Linked DNA regions of Mus musculus: regions 2 and 3 are each linked to region 1. A link is a contact called in public Hi-C data. All regions are on one chromosome and are shown on one strand. The core of a region is the stretch at or near the end of the contact, and the rest is flanking DNA. Distances in the headings are between cores, read along the strand shown. Region 1 holds the start of Tmem260 (transmembrane protein 260). Region 2 holds the start of Ttc5 (tetratricopeptide repeat domain 5). Region 3 holds the start of Ddhd1 (DDHD domain containing 1).

Evidence for each region. Hi-C and Micro-C count contacts between places; a contact is called where the count stands out from the background.
Region 2: a contact with region 1 is called in a Hi-C map of muscle stem cells, with 6 times the contacts expected there. The contact joins the promoter of Ttc5 here to the promoter of Tmem260 in region 1. A contact is called at or near these places in 2 of 484 Hi-C or Micro-C datasets (CD4 T cells and muscle stem cells), 1 of 115 datasets of contacts at active chromatin or transcription factors (large pre-B cells) and 2 of 9 other capture datasets (adipose tissue and liver).
Region 3: a Hi-C map of CD4 T cells shows a contact between it and region 1, with 4 times the contacts expected there. The contact joins the promoter of Ddhd1 here to the promoter of Tmem260 in region 1. A contact is called at or near these places in 1 of 39 promoter capture datasets (pre-B cells), 1 of 484 Hi-C or Micro-C datasets (CD4 T cells), 1 of 115 datasets of contacts at active chromatin or transcription factors (bone marrow-derived dendritic cells) and 2 of 9 other capture datasets (adipose tissue and liver).

The regions. Positions count from the first base shown.
Region 1 is chr14:48,443,563-48,448,402 of GRCm38.p6, forward strand. It overlaps Tmem260 (transmembrane protein 260), which reads left to right and starts at 2,790. Exons shown (of 16, transcript NM_172600.4): 1 at 2,790-3,041. The coding sequence starts at 2,894.
Region 2 is chr14:50,782,863-50,787,142 of GRCm38.p6, forward strand. It overlaps Ttc5 (tetratricopeptide repeat domain 5), which reads right to left and starts at 2,658. Exons shown (of 10, transcript NM_001080949.2): 1 at 2,576-2,658. The coding sequence starts at 2,626.
Region 3 is chr14:45,656,838-45,661,110 of GRCm38.p6, forward strand. It overlaps Ddhd1 (DDHD domain containing 1), which reads right to left and starts at 1,306. Exons shown (of 14, transcript NM_001042719.2): 1 at 385-1,306. The coding sequence starts at 1,174. It overlaps Mir5131 (microRNA 5131), which reads right to left and starts at 1,216; the gene lies at 1,124-1,216.

The sequences.
Region 1 (4,840 bases), core at 1,540-4,039:
CAGATCTTGTTACAGATGGTTGTGAGCCACCATGTGGTTGCTGGGATTTGAACTTCAGACCTTCGGAAGAGCAGTCGGGTGCTCTTACCCACTGAGCCATCACACCAGCCCGAAACTGAACTTTTAACCATCCAAGGTTCAAAACTGCACAGGTCATCAAATCTAATTATGAAGGGCATGGTGTAGTTAGCTCCCAGCGTGTATTCTCCACTTACTCATTGTAGGAGAACCTTGAATGTGGTGGTTTGAATGAGAATGGTCTACATAATTCAAATTTTTGAATGCTTGATTCCCTATTGGTGAATTGCTTGAAGTATTAGGAGGTGTGTCCTTGGTGGAGGAGGTGTGTCCTTTCTGGGGGAGGTGTGTCCTTGCTGGAGGGGGTGTGTCCTTGCTAGGGGAGGTGTGTCCTTGCTGGAGGAGGTGTGTCCTTGCTGGGGGAGGTGTGTCCTTGCTGGGGGAGGTGTGTCCTTGATGGGGGAGGTGTTCCACTGGGAATGGGCTCTGTGTGAGGTTTCAAAAGCCCATATCAGGTCCAGCGGCTCACTCTCTCTGCCTGCCTGTGGATAAGAATGCAAAACTCTCAGCCACTTCTCCAGTGCCTGCTTGCGTGCAACCATGCTCCCCAACACGATAATAAATGACAAACTCTTTGAAACCACTAGCAAGCTCCTAAATAAATGCCTTTTTTTGTAAGAGTTGCCTTGGTCACAGTGTGTCTTCCTGGCAATGCAATAGTGACTTAGACCCTGAGTCTGGGAAGGGGAGTCAGTGGGCAAGCTGCTTGCTAGGTGTCTTAGTCAGGGTTTCTATTCCTGCACAAACATCATGACCAAGAAGCAAGTTGGGGAGGAAAGGGTTTATTCAGCTTACATTTCCATACTGCTGTTTATCACCAAGGAAGTCAGGACTGGAACTCAAGCAGGTCAGAAAGCTGGAGCTGATGCAGAGGCCATGGAGGGATGTTCCTTACTGGCTTGCTTCCCCTGGCTTGCTCAGCCTGCTCTCTTGTAGAATCCAAGACTACCAGCCCAGAGATGGTCCCACCCACAAGGGGCCTTTCCCCCTTGATCACTAATTGAGAAAATGCCTTACAGTTGGATCTCATGGAGGCATTTCCTCAACTGAAGCTCCTTTTTCTGTGATAACTCCAGCTGTGTCAAGTTGACACAAAACTAGCCAGTACACTAGGCAAAAGTGAGGTACTGTGTTTGGATCTCCAGAACTCGTAGAAAATCAAGTCATGCTGTTGGCACCTGTAACTCCAGAACTGGCTGGGAGACAGTTGGATTCTATGGGCTCCAGCTAATCAATTTATCAAAAAACAAACAAACAAACAAACAAACAAAACAAAGAACCCAAATGAAACAAAACCAAGTCAAAAACAAAAAACAAAAACACCACCACCACTAACAACAACAACAACAAAAAAACCCAAGGTGGGCAGCTATAGTTGAAGACATCCAAAATTGACCTCTGGTCTCTACATGTACAGACTTGGACAACTCCCCTCCCCACCACACACACACATTGTCACATATGAACACACATACATACAAGATAATCCTGGACAAGCTGTCTAGTTGAAAGGTGTATTTCTCATGATCTCTTGCTACCAAGAAAAGCATTTTCCTCAATGGACGTCAATGGAGAACTTGCTACCATGTCTCCCAGCCATGAAAATCTCTCCCAAATAAACTGCTTCTTCTATAAGTTTCACTGGTCATAGTGTTTTCTCATGCAATAAGGAAAGTACACTGCCCAACCCCTGTGTCCCAGGAGCTCAGATGATAAAGCATTTTATAAACACCAGGAAAAGACTAAGATAGGTGGGCACAATTACTGCCTATCAACTTCACAGCCTGGACACAGTGTTCCTGTCAGACTGCAAATAGCACATTTGTGAATGTTGCCCATTTCCCGTGTATTCTGACACAGATTCTAAGGAGGTTGCCCGCTCCCTTCCCAGACTGAATAATTGCTAAAATAATGCAAACTGCAAGCTTAAAATGTTTACTAGCCTAGCCTGCATGAGGCCCTAGATTCAATTCTCAGCAGTGTGCTGTGTATTGTCTAGTAGCTCCCATCTCTTTCTACATTCCATTTGCATTATTTATGTGGGCTCTTGATTTCATTTTCCACTTTTAGAGCAAAAAAAACAAAAAAACAAAAATCATTCTTCTTCATTTAAGTAGGAGACACTCTTATCATGAAGAGTTAATTTTGTTAACTCAAGTATTTCAACTCACCTACTGAGTTCTCATGTTAAAAAAAGGCTAATTAGCACATTTTAATATCTTAAAATTAGTGAATTAATAATTAGCATATGGATTTACATTAATTTTAATGAGGCAAGGCTCTATAAATACATAGCCGCGATCAATGAGTCCACTGAAAAATATAATAGCAATTAATGTATTTGTGGCTTACTACATGGTTGGAACCCTTCCTTGTTGGGTTTCTAGGGGGCTCTCTTATGCAGTTCCACCCCACGCCACAGGGGGCAGAGCAGCGCTTTCTGGCTCACCGTTATCCACGCCACTTCCGTCTCTTTTGGAACGGACCAAGTCAGTGCGGAAAGGGGGAGAGAGACTGCATAGTGCGAGTAGGCCTGGCCCATGATTGATGTCGTTGGGAATTATGCTCCCTTGTGATTCGTTACTTCAAAGCACACTGACGCAGACACAGTACCACGCGCAGTGACCCCCAGAAGACTCCTAAGCCGTGCCGGAGTGCGCCCGCCATCTCCTCCTCCCCGACCTGGCGGGCGAAGGTATGGTGCGCTCGGCCCTGCTAGACCGGAAGCCGGCGCGGGCTGTGCGCGCCTCTCGGCCAGGGAAGGTCCGCACCGCTGCGAGGGGTCACGGTCCGCGAGCTGCGCGCGTCCGGGCCCATGGGTCTCCATGGCGACGGCGGGAGCCCGGCAGCCGGAGCGGGGCCGTGGCGCTCCGGGGCCCTCCGCGGCAGCGTGGCCGTGTTCGCCTCCGTGGCTGCCGTGTTCACCCTCACGCTGCCCCGCTCGCTGCCTGGGGGAGACTCGGGTAAAGTACTCGCAGGCCGCCCTCCTCCCCGCCCCCCTGCCTCCGGGTGCCGCCGCCTCGGTGTCCCGGCCCCGCGTCCCCTCGCTGGAGCTCCGTGCACGGTTCTGAATTCCAGAACCAGTTCTCTTTCCGGTTCTGGATCTTGGTCTCTGTGTTCTCGAGCTGCTCAGCCGATGAAATTTAACCACTGTCCACTTTGCCCGGATCGTTGTTACCTGTATCACCTGTCGTGCCCTTACAGTGTCACAGACAAAAAAAGATTGACAGTAGTTAACAAATAGCATGGAGCGTTCTACTGTGTTTAGAGACGACACAACGGGTTATTAAATAAACTACATTTTAAGTAGTGGTGAGTTACGGAGGCACTAAGGGAGAATGTGGTTGGAGTGGTAATGAGTAGATTCCTCAGAAGGTCAGGAAAGGCTACCTTGGAGGTGTATTAGTTAGAACCTGAATATTAAGGAACCAGCCATGCAGAAAATTTAGAGGGGAACTCATAAAAGGGAATGCAACTGAAAGCACCCCTCTTCCTGTGAAAATGAAAGACAGGTTTCACACAGATTAAGCTAGGGCATACTTTTCACATATCTGAGTCTAGAAACAAGTCCCTGGTTTGGTTTGGTTTTTACAGCCAGATAAAGTGATCAATAATTTCTCATAATAATCAGCCGTGTTTTCAGAATGGTTCTGTAATGGAACAGTCAAACCGTTTCCTGAAGAGCCCATGAGCTGTTTATAATTTCACTACCTGACAAGTTCACCCGGATTTGGTGGCTGCAGGGGGGAGCATTTATCATCTGTCTGTGGATCAGTATCTCTAGGTGCAGTTTAGCCGGATTCACTAACACAAGACAAGGTGGGGGCCAGGGTTGCAACTTCTCAGGACCCTGTTTAGGGAGTATCTACTTCCAAACTTAAGTCTAGCCCTATATCCCATGTGGCTCTCTTCATAAAATAGCTGATTCCTGTCAAAAGCAAGAGAGCATTCTGTCACCTCTGTCATTTTTGAGACCTAATCCTGGAAGTGATATGCCACTGCCCTGTTTTATTGGAGAGAGTCGGTAAATCTAGACCAGTTCAAAGGGGAGAGGATTACACGGCAAGAAAGCCCTGAGATGGGGATTACCAGGACTGTCTTCAAGATTGCCTGCCACGGAGAGAAGCCTCCATCTCCATTTTCAGGTCATCTCTTCCCGGTTCCACTGAACACTTAGTGGGGGTGGTGTTTCATTAGCATAGCTGGGAATGGAGTTACCAATTTCCTAAGATTAATGTTAAAAAATGAAGGAGTTTTAGGGTAGCAAGGGATTTGATAAAGGAGAGTTTAGAGGTTACATAGCTCTGTACCCATTAAAAAGTATCAAACAATTTATTTGAGCCACAAATACAGGATAAGAAGAATAACATTGCATTTACTGTACAGCACTCATTGTTCCAAGTGCCTTTTATGGAGTTTTACCCTCCCAGCTGTCCTAGAAGGTAGGTAATATATCTTTGTAGATGAGAAAAGGCTAACCTACATGCAAAGTCACAGTGAGTGAGGGTCTTCTGAGAAGGACTTACAGATTGATGCTGGAACAGTCTTCTTAATGCGTATGCGAAAGAGTTTGGTGGCATTGTTAAATTATCCATCCATCACACATAGTGAAAATAAATTTGAAGTTGTTGCCTTTTTAAATTCTGTATTTCATGTGTTACCAAAAGAATAAAGTTGTGTGTTATCTGATTTACCAGACTTCTGATATGTTCTGCTTTGTTTACTGTATGCTAAGTAGCGCTTGCTTCTGATATTTCATGGT
Region 2 (4,280 bases), core at 1,408-3,907, 2.3 Mb after region 1:
ATTATTTTTTCACATGCTGATAAATGAAAAATACATGGCCTTTCTAACTGTGACAAACCTGTAAGGAAGGCCTTGTTTTCCACAACAAAGCAACCAACTTGAACTTGGTGACCTTGGTATTTTGGGAGAACTTTGAGAGGTTTTTCTTGTTTACTTGGGGCATCTTCTGATTCTCTTGCATTTTTTTCTCAAGCAAATGTTAAATGCTTCTAAGCACTCATGATCAACTCCATAGAAGCTGAGATGTCAACTTCTCAGAAAGGCTTGCCCTATTATCCTACTTTGCTTTCACTTCCATGATAAAAGAAGAAAACAAGAAACAAAAGACAAACACTTTGGGGAGGAAAGGAAAGCCTCCAAATTGTCAGCCTTCAGGGGATGTCACAGCAAGGCTGGACCCTGGAGGCAGGAAATGAAGCAGGTCCAGGAGGACTGATGCTCACTGATCTGCTTTTCAGGCTGGTCAGCCCTGATGTTTTCCCTGCATGTACGTCTGTGTAAGGGTATTGGATCCCCTGGAGCCATGTGGGTGCTGGGAATTGAACCTGGGTCCTCTAGAAGAGCAGCCAGTGCTCTCTCAACCATTTAGCCATCTCTCCAGCCCCCATCAGCCTGCTTTCTTAAACAGTCCAGGACCATTTGCCCAAAGATGGTACTGCCCACAGCGGGCTGAACCCTCACACATCATCAATCATTAATAATAATAATTTTTTAAAAATGCTCACAGACCAAATGAGACATTTTCTCAATTGAGGTTCAGTCTTCTCAGATGATCCAATTTGTGTCAAGTTGAAAAAAAAAAAAAAAACAACTAACTAATCAGCACACTTCCTAGAGCAGCAGTTCTCCGCCCTGGGGGTGGAGACCTCTTGGAGATTGACCCCTCTCACAGGGGTCACATATCAGAGATTCTGCACATCAGATATTTACATTACTATTCAGAACAGGAGCAAAACTACAGTTATGAAGTAGCAACAAAAATAATGTTATAGTCCTGATCACCACAACATGAGGAATTATATTAAGGGGTCACAGCATTAGGAAGGTTGAGGACCGCTGACCTAAACCTAATTAGTGCCTTCCTCTCCTCCTCTCTAGTTAATCACACTTTTTTTTTTCCAAAATGCCTATCATTTTAAATGATATGGCCTATTCATTCATTACTTTCTGAAATGGCTGATGTAAGTTCCATAATGGAAAGAATTTCTTGTTGATTAGGGCTATACTTAATCACTAGAACAAGGGCTGGGTCATGATCAACTCACATTAAATACAGTGGTTAAATTAACTAATGTAGTGCCTATGTTATTAACAAATTCGTATGCATAAGTAAAGTCCTACCCTGATAAAAACAATAAGCTGACACCTTCTTTATAAGTATTTCTTAACTTTATGTATATTATTCCCAGGAAAAACAGGTCCTGAAGAGACTGGTTTCAGCACATATATAAAGTCAGCATGCTCTACTCTGTTCTATAATAATAATAAAATGGTCAACATGATCTGTGGAACACAATTTGTGGAATTTTTAAGAGAGTTCTAAGCAACAGTCACAGCCAGTTTCTTTTTGTCATGCAATGAGCATGGCTGTAAAGTTAAAGGAAAGTGTTATTGTTGTGTTTTAGTCGTTTTGATTTTGCTGAACAAACTTCTGTGGTGGCAACAGCAACACAAATGAGTTGTTAATGAATAGGAAAGTGTGAAAACAGGAAGTGATTCACGGCCACTCCAAATAGCCTCAAGGACAACACCATTCTGCATAACGTTTTGTATTTCTTTCCTATGCATACAAATGTACAAAGTGCATCCAAAGTCTCGCTGCCGATAGGATTAAAAATCTGACTTCTGCCAATCCCACTAAGGAATAGTTAACCAAAGTCCATGTTCTGAGTGTTCTTTTAACTCCCACAAGAAACAAAGAAACCTAATCAATGCTTTAAATTTTGTTAGATTTGGTGGCTCAGGCCTTTCATCTCACCACCTGCGAGGCAGAGACAAGTAGATCTTTAGGAGTTCGAGGCCAGCGTGGCCTGTAAAGCCAGTTCCAGGCGACCCTGATTCAAAACAACAAACAAAATTGCTAGAAGTGTATCTAGTTTAAATGCAAGGATGTCTTCGACCACAAACTAAGTTTCGGAGGCTTAAAGAAAATCTTAACTATTAAAAACAAAAATAAAAACGCATACTTGAAGGAAACTCCTCTCTGCCTTTCCACAATAGTCACCTGGGGAGTGGGTGGGGTTAAGAGATTAACTCGACAAATCCGAAAACCAACAACCAGGGCATCTGTTCTGCAGTCTATTTCTGAGTGTGGCCAAGTTCAATGCAGAAAGATGCTAAAGAAATGGCTGCTGCTGTGGAGCACAAACAACTCGGTTAACAGTCGGCAGCCACCTGCCACTCCGCGTACAAAGCTACTTGTTACCGAGGAAACCCGGTGGGCAGACTCCCTCCGGGCGCCCACCGAGCAGCCCTCAGCACCGGCTGAACCGCCGCACTCCGCCGCCCGGGCCCTGACCACTGCACTTCCTCCTTTCAGAGCAAGGAGCCAAAAGATTTTAACTCACAGCCTCACCTGCAATTTCTGCAAGACGTGCTTCGCTTCTTCCTCTTCATCAGCCATCATCCCAGCCGCTCTCAGCGTCTCCTCCCCCAACTTTTCAACCACAGAGACTCAGCCATGCCTACGCTGAAACCACAGCGACCCCTGGGGCTCCGGAGGCCCATCTGCGCCTCAGAGACACAGCTACAACCCAACTTAATCCAGAACTTGGTGTCTCAAAGATGCCCTAGAACTGCTTTGGGGTTTTGTTTTGCTTCTTTTTATTGCGACAGAATCTCACCCACCAAGTAGATCAGATTGGCCACGTAGATCAACGTGGCTATGTTGTCCAGGCTGGACTTTTGCCACAAACCCTCAAACTGGGATAACAAACACCTGCTGAGTTTGTGATCACTTTCGGTTTCATAAATAAATTTCCTAGTTTTATAATTCCCTTCCCAAATTCTGGAATCAAAATGTTCTTAAATTAATTCCATTCATTTTTTTGTTTTGTTTTGTATATTCTTGTCCTTTTTTACATCACTCTTAGAAAGCAAGGCCGACTATGAAAGTATGCATGTCAGGTGGTATTTGGAAGAGAACTCCCTGCAAGGGAACTTGTCTGAATATATACCAACTGAAGATATCTGCACGTGTAATTTTTAGCTTTTTAATGTATGATCCTAATAAGTCTACTATGTTTGAGGCTGGCATGCCACCATACTGTACATTAATAATGTTCTCATGTTTATTATTTCTGTAATAAACCATCTCTGAAGAGAGAAACAGGGATTGAGAACTGCAGGTGACTTGAGAAGTCTTCTCAGTGTATTTTCCATTTTTTACCTTGAACATGAATTGCCTATTCAAAAATGAAAAATTTAAACCTTCTGTTTGTTTGAGACAGAGTCTGATATATCCCAAGCTGGCCTGGAACTTGCTATGTAGCCAAAAATAACCTTGAATCCCTGATCTTCCTGCAACCACTTCCAAGTGCTTGGATTATAGACATTCGTTACCCCTGGTTTTTAAGTTTTGAGACACGGTCTCACTATGTAACCTCAATTGTCTGAAAGTCTGTATGTAGATCAGGCTGACCTCGAACTCAAGGAGTTCCTCCTGTCTCTGCCTTCTAAGTCCTGAGATTACAGACAGGCATCACCACATCCAACCACAATCTTAAAACTTTTAAAATTCCTTTGCTAAAAAAATTATCTCTGCAAAAAGACATTAAACACCTCCAAATGCTTCCAAAAAGACTGTGCAGCAGAGACAAAGAAAAAAAGTGATCATTTCCTGAAGTGGAAATTTCTGGAGACTCAGGTCATAATGCTTTGCTGGGGCAGACAGGTGAAAGGATGTTTGGCTGAAGCAGACACAGGTGAGAGGATGTTTAGCTGAAGCAGACACTTGAGAAAGAATATAAATATGATCCCACAGACAGTGAGTGGGACAAGGCTTGTGCTTTGGCTCATCTTGCACCTCGCTAGTCTCAGTTGATAGCGCTCTAGGCCTTGCACCACCTTGCTGATCTCTGCTTCTCACTGATCTTAACAGAGAGTAACTCACCCAAGAACTTCTCATGATATTCCGACGGCTTCTTGCCATTTCCACAGACTCCACACCGACCCAGCAGAGCCTCTCAGTTTATTCTGAATCCAGCTACAGCTGCTGAACTCGTATGTGGTGTCTGCTGAGTGGATGGAACTGCATCTGCTGATTGGTGTGTGGTAGTTTG
Region 3 (4,273 bases), core at 56-2,555, 2.8 Mb before region 1:
TCAAGCATTTCCACTCACTCCAGGACATGTTATTTAAATCACAGGAGCTTCAGGAGACACGAGACCGAATCAGATATCCAGGTGGACAAAGCCCCTGGTACGGTCAAGAAACTAAAGCTACTGGCTTGGGGATCCGTTCCTGGATACCCTCCAGGGGATGGCAGCAGCACTCTACTCACCCAGGAGGCACAATCCCCGGCGGAATCCTCCCCTCCTGACCCCGCTAGCAGCTTGGGCGCTGCCATCTGCTCTTTTACCCTTCACCTGCCGAGGCACCCCGCGCAACCTGCATCCTAACCCGAGGCAGGCATCGCGGGGGCAACCGAACCCCCAAACGCCGTCCAGCGCGCGCCGAGCCTGGCCCGCCCCTGGCCAGCCACTTACGGTTCCAGTACACCGGGTAGCACTCTCCTTGAGTGACATCCACCTCGTAGAGGCCGCCGCGCACGCACACCGGCTCGATGGTCACCAGCTCCTCCATCTCCGGCTCAGGCCCCGCCGCGCGCGGGCAGAAGCCGCAGGCGCTGTCCTCCTCGTCTTCCTCCCCGAAGCTGGAGCTTGGGCCACACACCCGGTCTCCATCGCGGCCCGCCGCCCGGGCCTGGGCGCCCGTGGTCTGCAGCAGGGTCCGGAAGGCGAGCTCGATGCGCAGAGAGTCGTAGCCGATGAAGGGCTTCCAGGTCTTCTTGTCTTCCTTGTAGAACCAGCGCACCTCCTCGGGGCCCAGCTCCGTCACCACCTCGTAGCGGTGCCGGGCGGCTGCGCCGCCGGGCCGGGCGCGCTTCCTGTCCCCGGGGCCCCCTCCCGCCGCCCCGCCGCCCCCCGAGTTCTGGGCGACGAGCGGCGGCGGAGGCGAAGAAGAGCTGCCGCCGCCCGCGCTCTCGCCCTCGCTGTAGTAGCGCAACGACGAGCCGGACTCGGCCGAGCTGAAGTCGTAGGTCTCGTCGCTGAGGCACGGGTCCAGAGCCAGGTGGCTCAGGTCGTCGGCGCCCGGTGCCAGGTGCAGCGGCTCGGCGCGCAGCAGCGACAGCGGCACGCTGTCGCCCGGCTGGTGCTCGAAGCAGCAGCCGCCGCCGCCGAACACGCCCGCCGCGTCCGAGCCCAGCTCCCAGGCACCGCCGCCGCGGCCGTTACGCTCGGGGCTCCGTGGGGCGCCGCGGCCCGGGTAGTTCATGCCGCCGGCGCTTCCGCCACACGCGCATCCGACGCCGCCGCCCTCTCGGCCCGGACTTTATAATCTTTCAAATCCCGAGCAGGGCAGCAGCTGCGGCCGAGGCGACTCCGCCTCCCCGCCGGCCCCCGGCCGCCGCAGCGCCGTTCCGGGGCCCGCCCCATTGTTACGCAGCCCTGCGTGGGCGGGGCCACAGGGGCCCCGCCCCCAGCCGCGCGCGCCTCCCCGGAAGGCCCGAGGACTCTGCTGGAGCTCCCGTTTGGCGCTAGGCTGTACGTAGTCTTCCGCGCCTGGAAGCGGGGGTCAGACGGGGTCGCGGCGGTCTCGGCATCCGTGGAGCCCCTGCCTCACGACTTTCGACGCAGTGGCTCCGCCCCCTCGCTTCCACGCCCCTGGATGCCAGCCGCAGTGAGGCTCTCGCCCACTCATCTTTACACTTTCGGGTCATGAGCCCCGTGGGTGATTCAGCTGTATGCCCAGAGGGGCCCTGGAAGTTGCTAGCTCACGTTCCTGGCTTTAGGCCTGCTTTCAGCATCCGAAAGACCTGCTCGGTCACCTGGTTTGGCCCTTTCCCAACCTTCAGCCCATTCATACAGAAGGCACCCCACCTCTACGCCTGCTGCTCACCTGGGCACGACCACTCCCACTTACAAAACTGGCGTCCTAGAGTCACTGTGCCAGTTCTTTAGATTGCTTGCCCTCTTGTCCTTATGCTTCCTGTTCTTTCTGTAGTGCAGTAAGGCCTTGGATGGAAACCAAGTCCCTATGTCTTAGTCTTTTCCCACAGTCTGTGCGCATTCGATGTACCTTGGTTATAACTAACTGGTCTTGCCAGCCTTGTGTGGTAGATTATTAGACTGAAAGAGGAAAAAAAAAAAAACAAAAACCTAGGTTCTAAACTCAGCTTTGCCACCTCCAGGCAAGTCACTTAATCTCCTTTATCTATTTGTCTTATTCCTTGCTATAAGTAGGAGATCGTTGCACCGGACGGTCTCTAGTAATTCTATGGCTTTTAAGCCTTCCCAAGTTTGGTTTGGTTTTTGTTTTTAGTATAACTCTGATTCTGTAACTCACTTCCTGGTTTCAGGGAGACACGGAGGCTCTGTTATGTTAGACTTCCAAGACAGAGTAAAGAGAAGACAGAGACCAGAGTCTGACCTCAACAGATGGACAGTTTATTTCAAACAAAGAAGGAAAGACACTCTCCGGAGGGAAATGGGTGTCTTAGAAGGGAGTAAACTAGCTGGGGCCCTTTATAGAGGCAAGTGGGTGGCTTGGAAATGAAATTCTTGCAGCCATAGAGCTATGTGTCGGTCTATGATGTACCTTTCCTGGAATTATCTGTTTTATTAAAAGGCAGTTCATTTTGGGGAACAGGCTGCCCCAGCAGAGATTATTTGGACTGTGGCTGACTGATGAGTTTGGTCAAGGTCAGCTGTAACTTCATAGAAATCCTGTTTTATAGCTGAGGCACTCTGTCACCTCAGACCATTCTCTTAAATTGAAAAAAAAATTCATTTTATAAACCCATCCTATCTTGAGAAAACAATCTCCAATCTTGCTCTTACTTCAAGAACAGACAGTCTTCACTGTTAATGTTTACTTTGTGGAAACAGGTCAGTAGGGCAAGTTGTCTTGCTCTCAGGATGTAACCTGTCAGAGAGCCTTCAAAGTCATTATTTCAATCAGGCTCATCTCTGTTGTGCCCTGTGCTTTTGGAGGGATCTGTTGGAAGGCCCTGCTTTCTATGGGCAGATGATACTGTTGCAATTCATGATAAATAGAGGAACATGGGTGGTATTTTCTACCATAACGACTGGATTGGCTGGATAATCTTGCTCAGTGAGCAGTCTGTCCACTTGTACATTACAGCCCCACTAACAAAGCATCTGCATTTCTGCATCCCAAATTCTTTCCCAATGTCTCTATTAATAGTATGCAGAGTAAGAAATTGAGTATGAACTTTGAACTGTGTTTTATTCATGGAGGCATTGATCCACACTGTTCTGATAGTTACCCATGTACAGACACTTCTGTATGCTTCCGATGCCAAAGAGAACCAGGATCCTCTAGCTTAGGAGATGCTATATTAAAGTGTAATTAAAAGTGGTAGATACAGTGTCAAGTCTCAAACCCTGGGACAAATGGCTACGGTGCCTATTAATATCAAAGCAGACCTGACCTCCAGGTTCTCCCAGCATCCCTTAGTCCCTGCCTGTTACAGGATATGGCTGGCATACCCTGTCTTCTACCCCAGAACTCTCCAGCCCAGGGGCCAGGCTGCCCTTACCCAGGTGCCTCTTCCCTGTATAATCCAGCCATTTTGTACTTTAGTACATTTGCCTCTTTTGTACTTTTGACCTCTTAGCTACAGCACCCAGTTCTTCTCTCTCCCCCACACAGCCCTGCTCAGTCTGGTCACCTGGTCCTCTGGACTCTACCAGATGTCTTTGTCTTATAGATATGTGAGAGAGCATAGATATGTGGGAGAGCGGAGCCATAGACATGCTCTCCCACATATCTATAATAAACTTCCTCCTCCACCATATCTAAGAGCAGCCATGTCCTTTCCTTTCCCTCCCTCCCTTCCTCCCTCCTTCCCTTCCTTCCTACCTACCTTCCTTCCTTCCTTCCTTTTTAATCAAGACATTTAAAATGTCTTCCCATTTCTTGGCAGGATGTAGTCCAAGTATTTCCATGCTAATAATCAGTTGTGGTTTTGTTTTGTTTGCTTTTTTTTAGCAGTTTTTTTTAAAAAAGATTTATTTATTTATTATATTTATGTACACTGTAGCTGTCTTCAGACACTCCAGAATAGGGCTTCAGATCTTGTTCCAGATGGTTATGAGCTACCATGTGGTTGCTGGGATTTGAATTCAGGACCTTCAGAAGAGCAGTCAGTGCTCTTAACTGCTGAGCCATCTCTCCAACCTTTTTTTTTAAAGCAGTTTTAACTCTTAAAGATGACATCATTTTTATCAAAGAATATCGTTGTTCTTTTCTTTTTGTTGTCTGTTTTGTCATTTGGTTTTAGAGATGGGAGTTTCTCTGTGCAGCTCTGGCTGTCCTGGAACTCAATTTGTAGACTGGATGGCCTTAAAC